5 separate regions of the Mus musculus genome follow, and regions 2, 3, 4 and 5 are each linked to region 1. Evidence: chromatin contacts called from public Micro-C and promoter capture Hi-C data. All regions are on one chromosome and are shown on one strand. The core of a region is the stretch at or near the end of the contact, and the rest is flanking DNA. Distances in the headings are between cores, read along the strand shown.

The links. Promoter capture Hi-C pulls out the DNA fragments that hold promoters and counts their contacts. Hi-C and Micro-C count contacts between places; a contact is called where the count stands out from the background.
Region 2: a contact with region 1 is called in a promoter capture Hi-C map of the C10 cell line, with 4 times the contacts expected there. The contact joins the promoter of Plekhd1os here to the promoter of Arg2 in region 1. A contact is called at or near these places in 1 of 39 promoter capture datasets (the C10 cell line) and 1 of 9 other capture datasets (liver).
Region 3: a contact with region 1 is called in a promoter capture Hi-C map of cranial neural crest. The contact joins the promoter of Slc39a9 here to the promoter of Arg2 in region 1. A contact is called at or near these places in 2 of 39 promoter capture datasets (cranial neural crest and hippocampal neurons) and 1 of 115 datasets of contacts at active chromatin or transcription factors (large pre-B cells).
Region 4: a Micro-C map of embryonic stem cells shows a contact between it and region 1, with 2.4 times the contacts expected there. The contact joins the promoter of Galnt16 here to the promoter of Arg2 in region 1. A contact is called at or near these places in 1 of 39 promoter capture datasets (liver), 1 of 484 Hi-C or Micro-C datasets (embryonic stem cells) and 1 of 115 datasets of contacts at active chromatin or transcription factors (stem cell-derived neural progenitor cells).
Region 5: a promoter capture Hi-C map of stem cell-derived epiblast-like cells shows a contact between it and region 1, with 9 times the contacts expected there. The contact joins the promoter of 2310015A10Rik here to the promoter of Arg2 in region 1. A contact is called at or near these places in 4 of 39 promoter capture datasets (embryonic stem cells, hippocampal neurons, pre-B cells and 1 more).

Annotation. Positions count from the first base shown.
Region 1 is chr12:79,129,438-79,132,185 of GRCm38.p6, reverse strand. It overlaps Arg2 (arginase type II), which reads right to left and starts at 1,398. Exons shown (of 8, transcript NM_009705.3): 1 at 1,206-1,398; 2 at 273-345. The coding sequence starts at 1,316.
Region 2 is chr12:80,692,526-80,695,273 of GRCm38.p6, reverse strand. It overlaps Plekhd1os (pleckstrin homology domain containing, family D (with coiled-coil domains) member 1, opposite strand), which reads left to right and starts at 1,322. Exons shown (of 3, transcript NR_037995.1): 1 at 1,322-1,329. Plekhd1 (pleckstrin homology domain containing, family D (with coiled-coil domains) member 1) reads right to left here and starts at 2,673. Exons shown (of 13, transcript NM_001177503.1): 1 at 2,247-2,673. The coding sequence starts at 2,395.
Region 3 is chr12:80,642,833-80,645,580 of GRCm38.p6, reverse strand. It overlaps Slc39a9 (solute carrier family 39 (zinc transporter), member 9), which reads right to left and starts at 1,366. Exons shown (of 7, transcript NM_026244.2): 1 at 605-1,366. The coding sequence starts at 700. It overlaps Erh (ERH mRNA splicing and mitosis factor), which reads left to right and starts at 1,470. Exons shown (of 4, transcript NM_007951.4): 1 at 1,470-1,817. The coding sequence starts at 1,815.
Region 4 is chr12:80,517,649-80,520,396 of GRCm38.p6, reverse strand. It overlaps Galnt16 (polypeptide N-acetylgalactosaminyltransferase 16), which reads right to left and starts at 1,407. Exons shown (of 15, transcript NM_001081421.2): 1 at 1,052-1,407. The coding sequence starts at 1,228. Gm26777 (a long non-coding RNA gene) reads left to right here and starts at 2,184. Exons shown (of 5, transcript XR_381753.4): 1 at 2,184-2,748. 2310002D06Rik (RIKEN cDNA 2310002D06 gene) reads right to left here. Exons shown (of 3, transcript NR_045490.1): 3 at 2,443-2,748.
Region 5 is chr12:80,131,439-80,134,186 of GRCm38.p6, reverse strand. 2310015A10Rik (RIKEN cDNA 2310015A10 gene) reads left to right here and starts at 1,343. Exons shown (of 3, transcript NR_033514.1): 1 at 1,343-1,460; 2 at 2,228-2,373.

The DNA.
Region 1 (2,748 bases), core at 149-2,648:
GAGCTAGAATCCTTAGCTGCACTGGCAGTACACTGGCAGTACACTGTTCCAGGACCTACTTTGCTCTGCTTCACTTTCCCCAACACTATCTGCAAGAAGACTTCCTCTGAAGATTCCCTGATAGATGTTTATCTGCAGAAGGAATCCAAAGGATACCAGATGGGAACAAATTACAGGTGCCAAGCTGCTACCACAGGATCAGGATAGAAGAGATGAGATTCTGAACAGGTTTTTTCCCCTTCCGGAACAAACACAGAAATCCAACCACTTACCCAACCTGGAGAGCCTCTTCAGCAAGCCAGCTTCTCGAATGGCAGCTGGACCATATTCCACTCCTAGCTTCTTCTGTGAATCATACAAACCCCACAGACATAAGAGAAGGTGAGGAAAGGAGCAGAAACACTTTGACACAGAAATCTCTGCTGCTACCCGGAGCTCCTAAAAGACTCCTCTGCAAACCTTTCACAGCATCAAAACTTCTACTGTAGAAGGCTGATCGTTTCACTAAATGCTTAATGGGCGGAGGGAAGATTCTGTTCTTGAAAGCAAATCAACCTTCTGAGTCCCTCACTGAGAGCCAGACCAGGAAAGTCTCGGATCAGGAAAGGGCTCAGTGAGCTTTGATCCGGTACCTGTATCTGGCAGAACGCGGCACCTAGCTTCCCCATCAGTGAGTGCGCCCTCCGCGACAGCAGGTTCCTTTCATTGAAGGCAGAACAAAGCCCCTTCGTCCCTCCCGCAGTTGCAGAGACCGACATCAATTTCTTTCCAGGTTAATGCTCTTTCTGCAAGAATAGAACCTGAAGCCTGCCTTAATCCCCGGTCACCGTCTCTAACCTCCTCTCCGACAATTTCTCAACGATCCCGGTTTTGCCTTCTCCAGCTCCTCCATGGAATCCTCTCTCTTTTCCTTCCTGTCATCACCCCAAAGCTGGAAATGCCCACTCTCCGTCGTCCTGGAGGCCGCAGATGCTCGCTTCTCGATGCCCACTTCCCTCCCTCTCGATGCCCAGTGCCCTCTCTCACCCCCTTGCCTTCCATCAGTCCCTCATCTCCATCTGGGTCCAGGAAAACCCAACGTGCGCTCCACGTACCCGCCATGGGATCCCGCGAGCTCTTCCCCCCGTTTTTTCCCCCCTCCTCCCTCCTGGCCCCAAGAAACTCTCTAGGCTTAGTGTCCCGTCAGCTCGGGTCGCAGCTCTCACCTGTCCCCGAGAGAAAGGGGCTCCGACTATAGCTACAGAGTGGACGGATCTCGTCAGGACGCAAGGAATTTGCCCGTGGAGGAGACGGGAGGCGCTGCTCCTCAGGAACATGATTGGCAGGGAGGGGATTACCCTAGGAGAACCGGCTCGGTGCAACTCAGGACCTCGAGTGAGTGCAGCCTCCCACAGCTTCGATGCTTCACTAGGCGAGCGCACCGCCCTGTGACGTCAGCATCTCTCGGACACGCCTCCAACCAGCCCCCGGCGCACCTTCTCGGAGGACTACAGCTCTCCAGGGCCTGGGACGCGCCTGCCGTTAAGTCACCATTGGACCTGTCCTCTCTTTCCCTGGACACGCTCCCCCCGCCCCCGATGCCTAAGCCACCAAGGCGGATACCATAAAGCCGCTGATCAGAGTGGCACCTGTGTGGTTTCCCGGGAAGCAGCGTCCCTGCCAGGTTGGAGACCTCAGTGGAACTTGAGAACTTGACACATGTACCCGCCCCAGGCGCTATCTCGGCTGAAGAGTTGGCACTGGCCGTGGCCTGCCCGCACCCGGGGTCATCTGCTAACCCACACCAAGTCAGCATCCATCTGCAGCTTTCTATCTCAAAGCTTAAAATCCTAGAAACATTTACCCCATCAGTGTCCTCTTGAGTCTGGCTTTTTAAAAACTCACCTACCTTGGATCTTTGGGGAGAATTTAGAATTTACCAAGCAATTACTTTCTAGATTTTTTTTTTAATTTTTTTAAACAAAATTTTATTTCCTTTTCAGATTTTTTTAAATGTGTATGAGTGTTTTGCCTGTATATATGTTTGTGCACCACAGACATTCATGGTGCCCAGGGAAGTCAGAAGTGGATATAGGATTTGCTGGAACTAGAGTTACTACAGACCTTTATGAGCCACCATGTGAGTGCTGAGAATCAAACCCAAGCCCTTAGCAAAAGTAACAGATGCTCTTAACTGTTCAGCTACCTCTCTGGGCCCCTGTTTTCAGTTCTTTACATGAACAATAAGAGCACTGGTTACTAGAGGCCAACTATATCAACACATTCTGATCATTCTAAATTAAAAGGAGGCTGAAACAAATCCAAAAATATCAAGGAGCTTTTCATGGTTTTAATAGTAAATAGTGGCTGATGGCCCTGCAATTACGGACACACATTGCTCTTGCAGAGGACCTGGTTTTTGCAGAGTTTTATGCATAGCCATTAACCCCAGCTTCTGGGGAATCCGATGCTTCTTGCCTCCACAGACACAGCAAGCTAGGGGAGATAGAAGGATCTGCATTCTTTGTTGTAAGCACAAGTTTACAGTATGATAAAATGGACATATTGAGTGTTTCATACAGTGGCAAGATTGTCTAACACTGTACTCTTAACTGTGACTCTGTAGCCTGCTGTAGTGGCTATTCCTGGTTGTCAACTTGACAATATTTGGAATGAACTACAATCCGGAATTGGAAGGCTCACCAGTGACCCTTATCTGGAGGCTTGGAGATCCTTATCTGGATCTTGGTTTGAAGATCTTGAGCCGTA
Region 2 (2,748 bases), core at 73-2,572, 1.6 Mb before region 1:
GAAAGGTGAGGGTAGAGGTGGTGGGGTACTGGGAGCTCCGGCTAAGACAGACCCGAGGAGGAGAGTTTGAAAGAAGTCAGCCAGCCGCAGCCAGTTCCATCCTGCCCAGTGGTTATTTATGCAGCATGGAGCCCTTCCAGGCCTCTTCCCCTCAGCTGCCCACTAGGGCATTGATTTCTCTAATGGCAAGCTTCTGCAGTGGAGGGCATTGGCTGCTCTGTCCCAAGCCTTCCTGTGGTCACTAATTATCTGAGGTCCAGAGACTGCACTTCACAAATGGGAAAGTGGAGCCCAGAGGCCCTACTGGGCAGCAAGAGGAGGCTGGCTGTGCATCACTCCTCTGTACCCAGACTTTCTGACTGGCTGTTACTGACTCAAGGGGAAATGGAGGATGGGGAGGTGATCCTCCCAGAGGAGGGGCCGTGAACAAAGACCTAGAGCTGGCAGGTAGGAGGTTTTCTGAGACCCAGAGGAGAGAGAGTCTGCACAGGAAGCTCTTGAGACAGAGGTGACAGCCTCTTTCAGAGGACACAGAACTAACTTGGTCCTGCAGTTACTGTTTTGACTTAGACTGACTGGTTTGGTTTGGGCCGCTGTGGGAACTGCTGTTGGAAACTTGGGGCCCCAACTCCAAGTGCCCTGGGCTATCAGCCTCAAATTAACTGTTTATGCAGGAGCCAGGCTCACCCGCCCCCAACCCCATACAGGGAGCCAGGACACTCAGCCTGGCACCTACCACATACCGGATGCAATCGGGTGAAGATGCCTGGCAGGGTAGTCTTAAATTAAATGAGGACTCAGAAGAGTACCTGGGATAGTCAGACCCAATGGAGAGAGATGGCTGCCTACAGTAGTGCTCAGGATATTCTGCTGGGAGTCAACAATAACCCCTCCCGTCCCCTCCCCTCCCCTACCTCTGCACTCACCACACACACACACACACACACACACACACACACACACACACACACAAGTGGCAGAGACAGAATGTTCTTGGCCCTCAGTGGCTGCCATCAGACAGTTCAGCCCTGTGAGTCTCTCATATAATCTTCACTCTGCACAGAGCCTTCACTTAAAACATCAGAGGAAAACTCAACTTGGGAGGCACTCAAGGGGGTCTGTAATCCATTAAGTCCCCAAGAGAAATCAGGCAGAAGTAATAAAAGTGTATGAAACCAGCTCTGTAAAACATGAAATCCCATCCACACCTCCATTTGTCCTGAGGTCTTACAGGAATATTAAATTATTCATCAAAATTGATCAGAACTAACCACTACCACACACACGTGATCTGCAGCCCTGAAAACATCAGAGGCCTTCAGACTCAAGGTGTGGGAGGGAGAGGGGGCTGTGCTTCCAAGAATGTTCATACCCTCCAGGGAGGGACCAGGACGAAGTCTGAGTCTTCTAGACACTGCAGGAAATCTGTGTTGACTTAATGATAAAAGCTGTGTAGAAAATGGCCTAGTGCACATGCAGTCAGCTTTGTGAGGTTCCTGCAAGCCCAGGTCTGGGAGTGCCCCTTCTCCCAACACTTGTCATGGCCATAGAAAGCCCTATTGGCATCTGGGCTTTCCTTTGGAGTTGGGGCAGAGAGCCTCGTGCTGATAATAGGGCAAGGATTGCCCAACACCCCCTCCCAACCAGTCCTTTGGACAGGACCAATATATCCTCTCTCCCACTCTAACTTCAGTGATGTCAGGGCACAGTTTCCAACACAACTCCTTAGAGAAGGTTTGTGATTCTCCTTTCTCCCGAGTACTTCAGAGTGGCAGTGGTCGGGCTTGCTCAAATACCATGTAAGGTTGAGGATGCGTGAAAGGATAGAGGAGAGAGACGCCCATTTCCCAGCCCACTTAAAGCCTCGGCCAAGGGATGGAATTGGCTGTGGAGGTCTCTGGAGAATCTGGTTGGGATGGGATTTCTCCTTCTGCAGACTGGCCCGACCTAACCTCAATCTCTAGCCCACATGCAGCCTCGCCACTTGGGACTCGCGACTTAGTTCATTCCACAGAGAATTCCCGGCATCTACCGGCCATTCTAGCTCTAGCGACCAATTAAAGTCGCATCTTCCAGGTGGGGGACAGCATAGAGAGAAACTGGCTGGGCAGGTCAAGGTCACAGCGGAAGGCTGAGGCAGGGCGGTGACTAGATGAGTGGGAGGGGTCCTGAAGCTCGGGGCTCCCTCCCGGGGTAGGGAGGGGTGGGGAAGGGAGGTCTCCCAGGACGCGGGGGACACAACTCACCGCCGGGACCACTTGGCCGAGGATCTCCCGAACGGCCGTTTCCACAGAACCCCGTAGAGCTGCACTTTGGTGCTGATGTCCAGCGCGTCCGCGTCCGCCTGCTCCAGGGACGGCGATGGCGACACGGAGTTGGACTTGGATGTGAACATCGTATCTCGAAGACTGTGCCCTGGCCGGGCCCACTCCCTTCGTGGGACTGGAAGGGACAGGGAGGACAGTGGGAAGCAGTGGGCACGGCGAGTGCAGGCAGCTGGGAACGCCGTCGGGGCGCGTATCCCGACGAGCGGAGCGGAGAGCGGAGGGGCGCGGGAAGCTTAGCCAGCGGCTGGGGCGAAGCTCCAGAGCGCTGTTGGCCGGGAGGGAACTCCGCGGGGAGGGCAGCTCCGCCGCAGGCTCGCAGCATCACCCCCCTCCTCCCCTCCCGTGCCTGCAGCCTCAATTCTGGTAGCCTGGATTGGCTGGGAGTGGCAGGTGAGCGGCTCAGGCCGGCAGCGAGCGCCAA
Region 3 (2,748 bases), core at 117-2,616, 1.5 Mb before region 1:
CAAGAGATCTATCGCCTCTGCCTCCCCAGAGCTGGGATTAAAGGCGTGCAAAAAGTTTATCTCTAAACAAAGAGATTTGAAAATAATCTCAGAATATCCATTCCAGCCCTTGGCTTCTTTGAAAGGAAATGATAATAACAACCTACTGTAGCTTTTTTCTCTCACACTGATTGTAGTGCTGACATCCTAAGCTTTTCTCCAAAAACATTCATGATTTTTCTCAGAAATTGTTATACTGATTTCACCTCAGTGAAATAGTAAGTCTCCATTTGGTTTTATCTGATATCTTGATTTCTTGAAACCTCCAGGAATCATCAGAAATGTAACTGTGGTTCCTGTCTCTTGAAAAATGCAGAGCCCCAACTTTTGGTGGTCGTGGGGGTATATAATTTTCAGAGGATTCTGAACACTCCAGGTTCTCCAGTGTATCATCTATCTACCATTCTTGGTTAAGATGTATACGGTTGAACACAAGCTTTGTTTCTACTGTGAAATGTTACATCTTTTCCTTAATGAGACCTTAGAGCTGAGAAACAGCTTCTTTGCAAATATAGCTAGGTCTAGCATCATCCTAACGCTTGGCAGACAATGGAGAACGTCTTACCTCTGAGAAATTAACAGCCAAAGGAATGATTCCGGCCACGTAACATCCCACCAACATTGCCACAGACAGCAGACTAATGGAGAGAAAGTCATCCATTCTGCCCTCCCGTAGTCACCCTCTACCACCAGGCTTTAAGATTCCAGCAGTTTCGAAAGGCGCTTAGGCTGTTTAAACGCGTGGTCTTCCAAGCAAACGGGAATTTGCCCACTTCTTTCAGCCTTGCCACCAGCCGGGGTGTTCTCGAAGCACGCCACTCTCTTAAGAAGCAAGCTCCTTCTGCTGACTCTAGCACCAGAGAAAACTTCGCGCAATCTTAGGTACTCGGTTGCCAGCCACTGAGATTCCGGTCGGTCACAGATGGAGAAATTGTGCTGAAAGAGACCTCAATCGTCGGAATGAGAGTGTCACGACGACCCGCTCCTAGACAAGGCCCCTGGTAGCAGTAGGAAAGAGGGGTAAAGCCAAGTGTCTTCTTCGCACGCTGTACCTGTTCCTAGGGGTGGCACCGCAGGTGATACGCCCCCAGGGAAGGGACCAGCCCACCAGTCCCAGCAAACTACCTTCCGAGTCTAGAGTCGGGCAAGATGTCCTGCAAGTCTCTCACTTGGGTCGGAGGATTCAACAGCAAAGTCGACACGATGCTGTCTCTGCCCTACACCCGGTGCTACCCATGGTACTTCCCTCAGCCAGGCCCTGACCCTGAGTCGCCAATACTACAGCTGCCATGGCCGCCAAGTGGCACCTCTTCATTACTCCCACTTCCGGATTGTCTCACAGCCTCCTCTTTAGCAGGGCACTTCCGGGTTACAACCGACCTATCGGCCAGGTCCTTATATTGCCGCCATTTTTTTAGAAAGGCTTAAAAAAAAGACGACTGGTGTCGCTGTTGTATTCCCCATCACTTTAGCCGCCTGTCAGTTAATTAGAGTACAGAAGGCAGAATCCCGAAACGAACTCTTCTTCCTAAAGCGGAGAAAGAGTCTCTTACCCATCCCGGCGCCCTTAACCAAGATGGCTGAAACAGCGTCAGTATCCACTCTAGAAACCAGAAACGTGTGTCTCTCTATGGTCTGAAAGATTCCTTTTGCGTCGCGCTTTCGACGACTTCCGGCGGCGGCTCTCGCGGGATTGGCTGTTGGCGGCGTTGCGGCTGAGCTCGTGTGCGGCAGCAGAGGTGTTAGCGGCGGCTGCAGCAAGAGCGTTTGGCGCGATGGTGAGTCCTTAGCGGTTGCCGGGGTCCCCAACTTAGAGGGCCACCCCTGCTCGGTACATCTTCCCATCCTTCCCGCCCCTGCCCTTCTAGCGCGAGCGAGGGAGCTGCTCCCCGCCCCCTTCCCCCCGGCTCGCGGGTGGACCCTTCCCCTTCCCGGCGCTGAGCCGCGGGGCCTGCCCGTAGGCCCCGGACCTGATCCTCCTCCCTGCGGCTGCGCGCCTCCCGCCTGATGGTGGGGGGCGAGGTATGCGGTGGGCAGACGATGCCCTCCCTGCCGATCGCTGCCTGGAAGAGGGAGGTGTGGGGTGCCGTTCATTTCTCATCAGATGCACTAGCCGACTGTAGGAACAATGGCCGGGGAACGTGTTAGACGTTTCCTGAAACTGACACACCCGTCACCTTACGGTTCTCCGTAGGTCGGCCTTAGGGGGTCGGATTGGCTTTACAGTGTGCTGCCTCAGCCTGCCCCCTAACCCCCGAACTTCAAAAAAGAAAGTATTTTTCCTTTTTCAGTATCCTTAGTTGCCCTGTTTTGCCAATTTTGTCAGCCTTCGATCTTGTTCTTTCTTATATTCTCCTGGGAGTGGAGCCTGAAAAGAGACTCCAGGGTCCTGGTCCCAAAATCCGGCAGGGAAGGTTTTTGTTTTATTTGTTAAGTTGTGTGTCTGTGCTTGCACGTGAGTACAGGAGCCCTCAGAGGCCAGAAGAGGGAATGAGATCCCCTGGGTCTGGAGTTAGAACAGGCGGTTGTGAGCGGAGGATGTGGGTGCTAGGAACCAAACTCATGCCTTCTGTAAGAGTAGCACGTGCTCTTAACCACTGAGCCATCAACACTCTGGTTGTTGTTTTGCTTTTGGGGATCTTCCTTTTCGGTGTGTGGTGATTTGCCTGCATGTCTTGTGTGCCACTTGCATGCAGTGCCTGCGACAGA
Region 4 (2,748 bases), core at 158-2,657, 1.4 Mb before region 1:
GCTCTTCTTTCTGGTCCTGGTGGACTTCTCAAGCTGTCTCTGACCAACAGTAGTGTGTCCCAAGAGGTTACCTGCCCCCGTCGGAAGAACGTTCCCATCTTAGCGTTCTCTCAAAGGGTCCCCTAGTCTCCTTCCTCAACAGGTGCTGGGCCTGGCCACACGAAGCCATCACCAGCTGACCAGACGAAAGTGTAGACAGGACGCCCCCTACAGGCTCAGCTTGCCCCCACCAGGTTCTACTGTGCAGCTTAATCCGCCCCCCAACCCCTCGCCCCAGCTCCGCGGGAGCTCTCGGAGTACTAACACCGCTTTTGTTTCTCCTACTCGCTCAGATGTCTGGAGGGTGATCTCATGAGAGGGAACTGCCCAGCCCAACGAACACACAGTCCCCTTCAACTGCAGACCCTAGGGTTGGAGGCAAAGAGCGCTTATGAGTCAAGCCTTCTCCCCGCCCCTGGGGAGCCAGAAAACACCTCCGGGGAAGGTAGGGGTGGAAGCTGAAAAAATTGGTCCAAGTTGATCTTGGATGTGAAGGCGCTAAGCCAAGGGCAGCGCTCAGCGACCCTTCCCTTACCCACGCCGCCGCCCGGCGTCTTTTACCCCAGAGGCTGGAGACCCGGTGCGCACCACCACCTACGCGCTCTTGCTGAGCTCTGCTCCCACCACCCGCTCGCTGCACTCCAGGGCCAGCCGCCTTCTGGGGATGGCGAGACGCCCGCAGCCCCCTAGTCCCCAGCCCCGGTTGCGCGGGGCCGCGAAAGCCGCCACGTTCTCAGTCGCGCGCGCACGCCGGGCCCACCAAACTTGCAGCACTTTCTCCCTGCCCCCACATGCTGTCACCCTCCCTGCATCCAAGCACCCTGGCCCCTCCGGGCCCCGCACAGGTTGCCATAACAACGAGCAGGAATTCTCCAATATATACAAAGCCCGAACGGTGCTCGGGGCACGCAGCCCCCGGTCGGGCCCCGCGAACCTCGGCTAACAGCGGGGGGCAGGACGCGCGCCGAGGATCCCCGGCCCGCCGCTCACCCGGTGCGCAGAGCGTACTCACAATGAGCGGAATGGTGCGGTCCTCGCGGAGCTGCTCTGGTCTCCCGCCGGCCCTCTGCGCGCCGCGGCCGCTGGAGGATGCTGCATGGGCTCGGTTGTCCTGCCATAAGTAGTAGAAAGTGCCCAGGATCCAGGCTACGGTCAGGATGGCGATGGCATTGGCGCGGATCTTCCTCATGGTGGGCGGACGGGCGCTCCGCGTGGGGCCCGAGGCCGGCGTGCTCTCGGAGCCCGAGCAGGGGAGCTTGCTGCCCCAGCCGTTTGTTGTCGCTTGCGCCGGGCTGCTCAGTCCTGCAGAGCAGAAAAAAGAGAGAGGTGGTGGTGGTGGTTGGGGAGGGGGGGGGGGTGTGATAGGAAGAGACAGGAGCGCAGAGCGATCCTCACGGTCCTAATGCCCTTCAGCCCCGAGCGCGCGCGGCCCCGGGCGCTCATTCATTCGCGCGCCTAGCTGGCTCTGTGCTCCAGACGCCGCGGGCAGCCGGGGCCGCTGCGCACCCGCTAAAGAGCGCGCCCGCTGGGAAGTGGCGCGGGCCTTCCTCCCGCATCCCGGGTCTCAGCGAGACAGACGCGGGGTGGAATGGCGATGAACCAGAGCTGGTCTCTGCTCTCTCAACGCTCGGCTATCTCTCGCCCGTCCCCTGCCCCCGCGTGGCCCTGGTCTGTCTCTCCACCCACACCTAACCCACCGCCGAGCGGACCTGAGTCACCAGCGAAGACGCGCGACCCCTGGCCTTGGCCCGAGTCGCCTAGCTGCAGTTCCCGGCAGCGCTGAGAACTGAGCTCTGGCGCAGGGTTCAACCTGTGTTCAGAGAGTCCTTCGGAGGGGGCAAGGCTAGCGAGTAGGCAGTCTTGACTTTGCACCGGAATCCTTCTCGGAGACCCAGGATTCCATCCGCCTCGGTGGCCCGAGGGGGTGGGGAGTTGGAAGCTGATGCACTTGACACTCTGGAGAGCGAGGTGAAGCTGCGCTGCGGTACAACCAATGCAAGCACAGGGATGCGATCGCTGGACATCTTTCATTACCCTGGGGCTCCTAGCTTTCTCTTAGTTCCTATCCACACCGGCATCGCGGCTCCCTGAACTGTCCTGAGGCGTCATCACCGTTCCGTGAGAGTGAAGGGAGGCCATAGAGGCCAGGCCACAGGGTTCGATTAGTGGACAGAACCCTGTCTAAGAGCCCTCTGACACTTTTCTGACAAAGTGCAAAATAAGGTGGTGAGAGACAGGATAGACATCATTGAGATTCTGATTCTGCGGAGGCCCTGAAGTCGATGAGAGGTGAGAAGCAGGTGTGAATAATTCAGGCTCCAGGCAGAAGACAAGGCGGGCTAGGGCCTGTCAGGCAAAGGAAGACACACACTCGGAGCTCTGAGATACCAAAGTAGATGCTGCGGAGGAAGAAATAATTTATTGCAAACTGGTCTTCAGTAACGAACTACAGAAATGATTCCTGAAAGTATAGTCTTGCAAAGTGGTCTTTAGGAAGGCTTCCCAGAGAAAGTGGATAAATCTGGAGAATAGGAGGGTAATCCCAAAAAGGAAGAGAAGAATAAGGAAAGGGCAGGGACAGCCAAGGCCCTCAGGATAATATCTCATGAGAGCATGCTGGATACTGGCAAAGACCTGGTGTGAGTTGAGACTGGCCAGACTGGGCAAGTCTAGATACTGGAGGATCTTAAATGCCAGGAGCAGAGTGGA
Region 5 (2,748 bases), core at 94-2,593, 1.0 Mb before region 1:
GGTTCTCTCCAGGACCTTCCTGCTCCCTTCTTCTAGACCCCTCTTTAGAATTTCCACAGAAAGGCCTTTTGTGACAGCTTCCACACAGCCCAGTATAAATCACACATGCTCCTTGATTCGCAGTGAAGCCCTGTCCCAACAATCCCTTCAATGAACTGAAAAGGCCAGGTAGCGTGGAGAGTACACCTGCTTCCGTAACGTACCAGACGTCACCACTGTGCCATGCAGTACACTATAGACCACTGTCTGCTTCCCACTCACGACTGTAGGAACTTCCCGCAGAAGAATACTGTGTTTATTGCTAGTCCGGGGGAAAACCCAGAATTAAAAATTCAACTGTGGTTTCTACTGAATGTATATTATTTATGTTTCACCTTACAGGTGAAATTATGATAAACTGGGGACTGTTTGTAGTTCCCTATTTATGTCTTCTTTCAGTGCCTTAATATTTTCCTCTATAAGAACATGGAAACTTTTCCAAACTGGGCCTGGTGAGATGGTTCAGTTTGGTGAAGGTGATTCACAGGCCTGATGATCTGAGTTTGGTTAGAATCTACAGAATCCACATGTTAGAAGGAGGGAATCCAGTCTTGAAAACTGCCCTGATTTAAATAACTATATAAAATATATACACACATATACATATATGCATATATATTTTATAAGTGAATTAAAACTTTTTCAAGGGGCTGGAGAGACGGATAAGCAGTAAAGGTCATTGGCTACTCTTCCAGAAAACCCAGGTTCAATTCCCAGCACTCACGTGCTTACAACCTTACAAGCTTACAGCCATCTGTAATTCCAGTTCAGGGGATTTAAAAAGTCCTCTTCTGGCCTCAAAGTGCACTGCAGGCACACGGTACATAGAAATACATATAGGCAAACAGCCGTACACTTAAGATTTAAAACTTTCTCAAGTGTCATCTTAGATTTGTGAAATTATCCCGCTAAGTGCCATATGGTTGAGAGCTCCATCAGGGTCCTCTGTGCTCTGTCTGCATACTGTATACTGGAGTGGATGATAGAACCCTGGCCTAAGTAAGTGGGCTGAGCTGGTAGATTCAGGACCAGCGGCCAACAGCAGCAACATTCACCCTGGAATGCCATAAAATACAAACTCTGAGTTGGAGTCCGACCAACAGATGGGAAGACGCCTAGGGAAGTGTGGTGTACGCTTTTGAGAACCCTGTAGAAAGGGTCTCAGTGCCCGGTGGTCCAGGGCAGTTAGGATGGCCCCGCGTGTGCCATTCGGCACACTGGCCAGTGGAGGGCAGTGTTGCCACGCCCATCGAACGACCTCGGCTGCTTGAGCGGCGTGAAAGGCCGGCTGGGGAAGACCGGCGGGGCGGCCGCAGTCTGCTCGCCCGGGCGACAGACGCTCCGAGATGCCGAAGGGCCAGCAGCGGCCCCGAAGCTCCGGGCTGGCCGCGCTGTCGCTCTGCCGCGCCCCGGTCTCGAAGGTTCGCGAGGCTCCAGGGCGCAGGGGAGGAGGCTCGCTCGGGCCGGCCGGGGCAGCCTGCCAGAGAGGGCGGCGGAACCTTGACCGCGGCCCCGGAGGCAAAGGGCAGCCTCCGCGTGATGCCTCGGCGAGCAAAACAAGCCGGCCATCTTGGCGCCCTTAACCAGCTCCTGGCCGCTCCGGGCGCGGCCAGGGGTCCGGCCACCGAGCCCCGCGGCGGGCCTGGGATTTGGAAACCGTAATGCCATGGGCGTGGGGAGGAATTTCTAAGAACGGGAAGAAAACTCGAGGCCCTGGCACGTTCCCTGGGGTGTTTGGAAATGCCATCAGTTAGCCATTAGTAGGCAGGGCCAGCGCTTCGGTCAGTGATTGGATTTGTCCCAGTCGCCTCCTAGTTCTTTTTGCCCTATATTCAAAGAGCTTAAAAGTCATGGGTGGTTGAAGTAGGTCAGAGTGATCACCAGGCTGTTGTTGCCTGGCAGCCCAGTGGCAGGGTCCGAGACAAGGTGGTATTCCAGTAGATGCCCTCGGGCCGTACCAACCCAGGGTCAAGGACTAGCTGCTCCAGTGCTATATGTGATCAGCTCATTTCCAGTTTCTCAATCATTCTGATGTCATCCGAGGGACAGAAGACCCCACGGCTCCTCCTCTTTGCCTAGTTTACACATCGGGGTTGTTCTAGCATTTGTAGTTTTCAGGTTCTAGAATATTCTTTTCCTCTGTCAGCCCCCACTAAGAAGCTTTCTTGATTTCCCCCTTTGTTTCCAGTGAAGGTGCCTCTTCCTGGCTAGCCCACCTACATGCTGTCATCACTGGGCTTCTGCAACTCTCAGTCTTTGTGGCTGCACCCTTCCCTTCTGAATCCTGAGGACCCATGAGTGTCAGGCCCATCATGAAATTGGTCGTCTTACTGGGTACGTAGGTCATGCAGGAACGGGTCCTTGCAAGAGGACTACCAAGCGACTGAATAGGTTTTAATCTGGATTGGGGCCTAGGAGTTATTCACAGGTGTTTTGAACCTTCAGCACAGGAGTATGTATAATGGTGTTTCCTTAAGCCCTGTAATGGAATCCTTTTGTGTGTTTACTGAAAGTTATTCTGAGTAGAACTGTCAGGGTGTGTGCGGTAGGAACCAAAACCATAGGTGTGAACCAGACTGAGAAGATGGGCCCTCAGAGCCCCCTCTGTGCAATTCTGTATGGCTTGGGCTATGGGCAAAGGGAAGACAATCAGGCTGGCAGGCTCAGGACCAACTGAAGACCGGCCTAAGCCGGTGGTTCTCAACATGT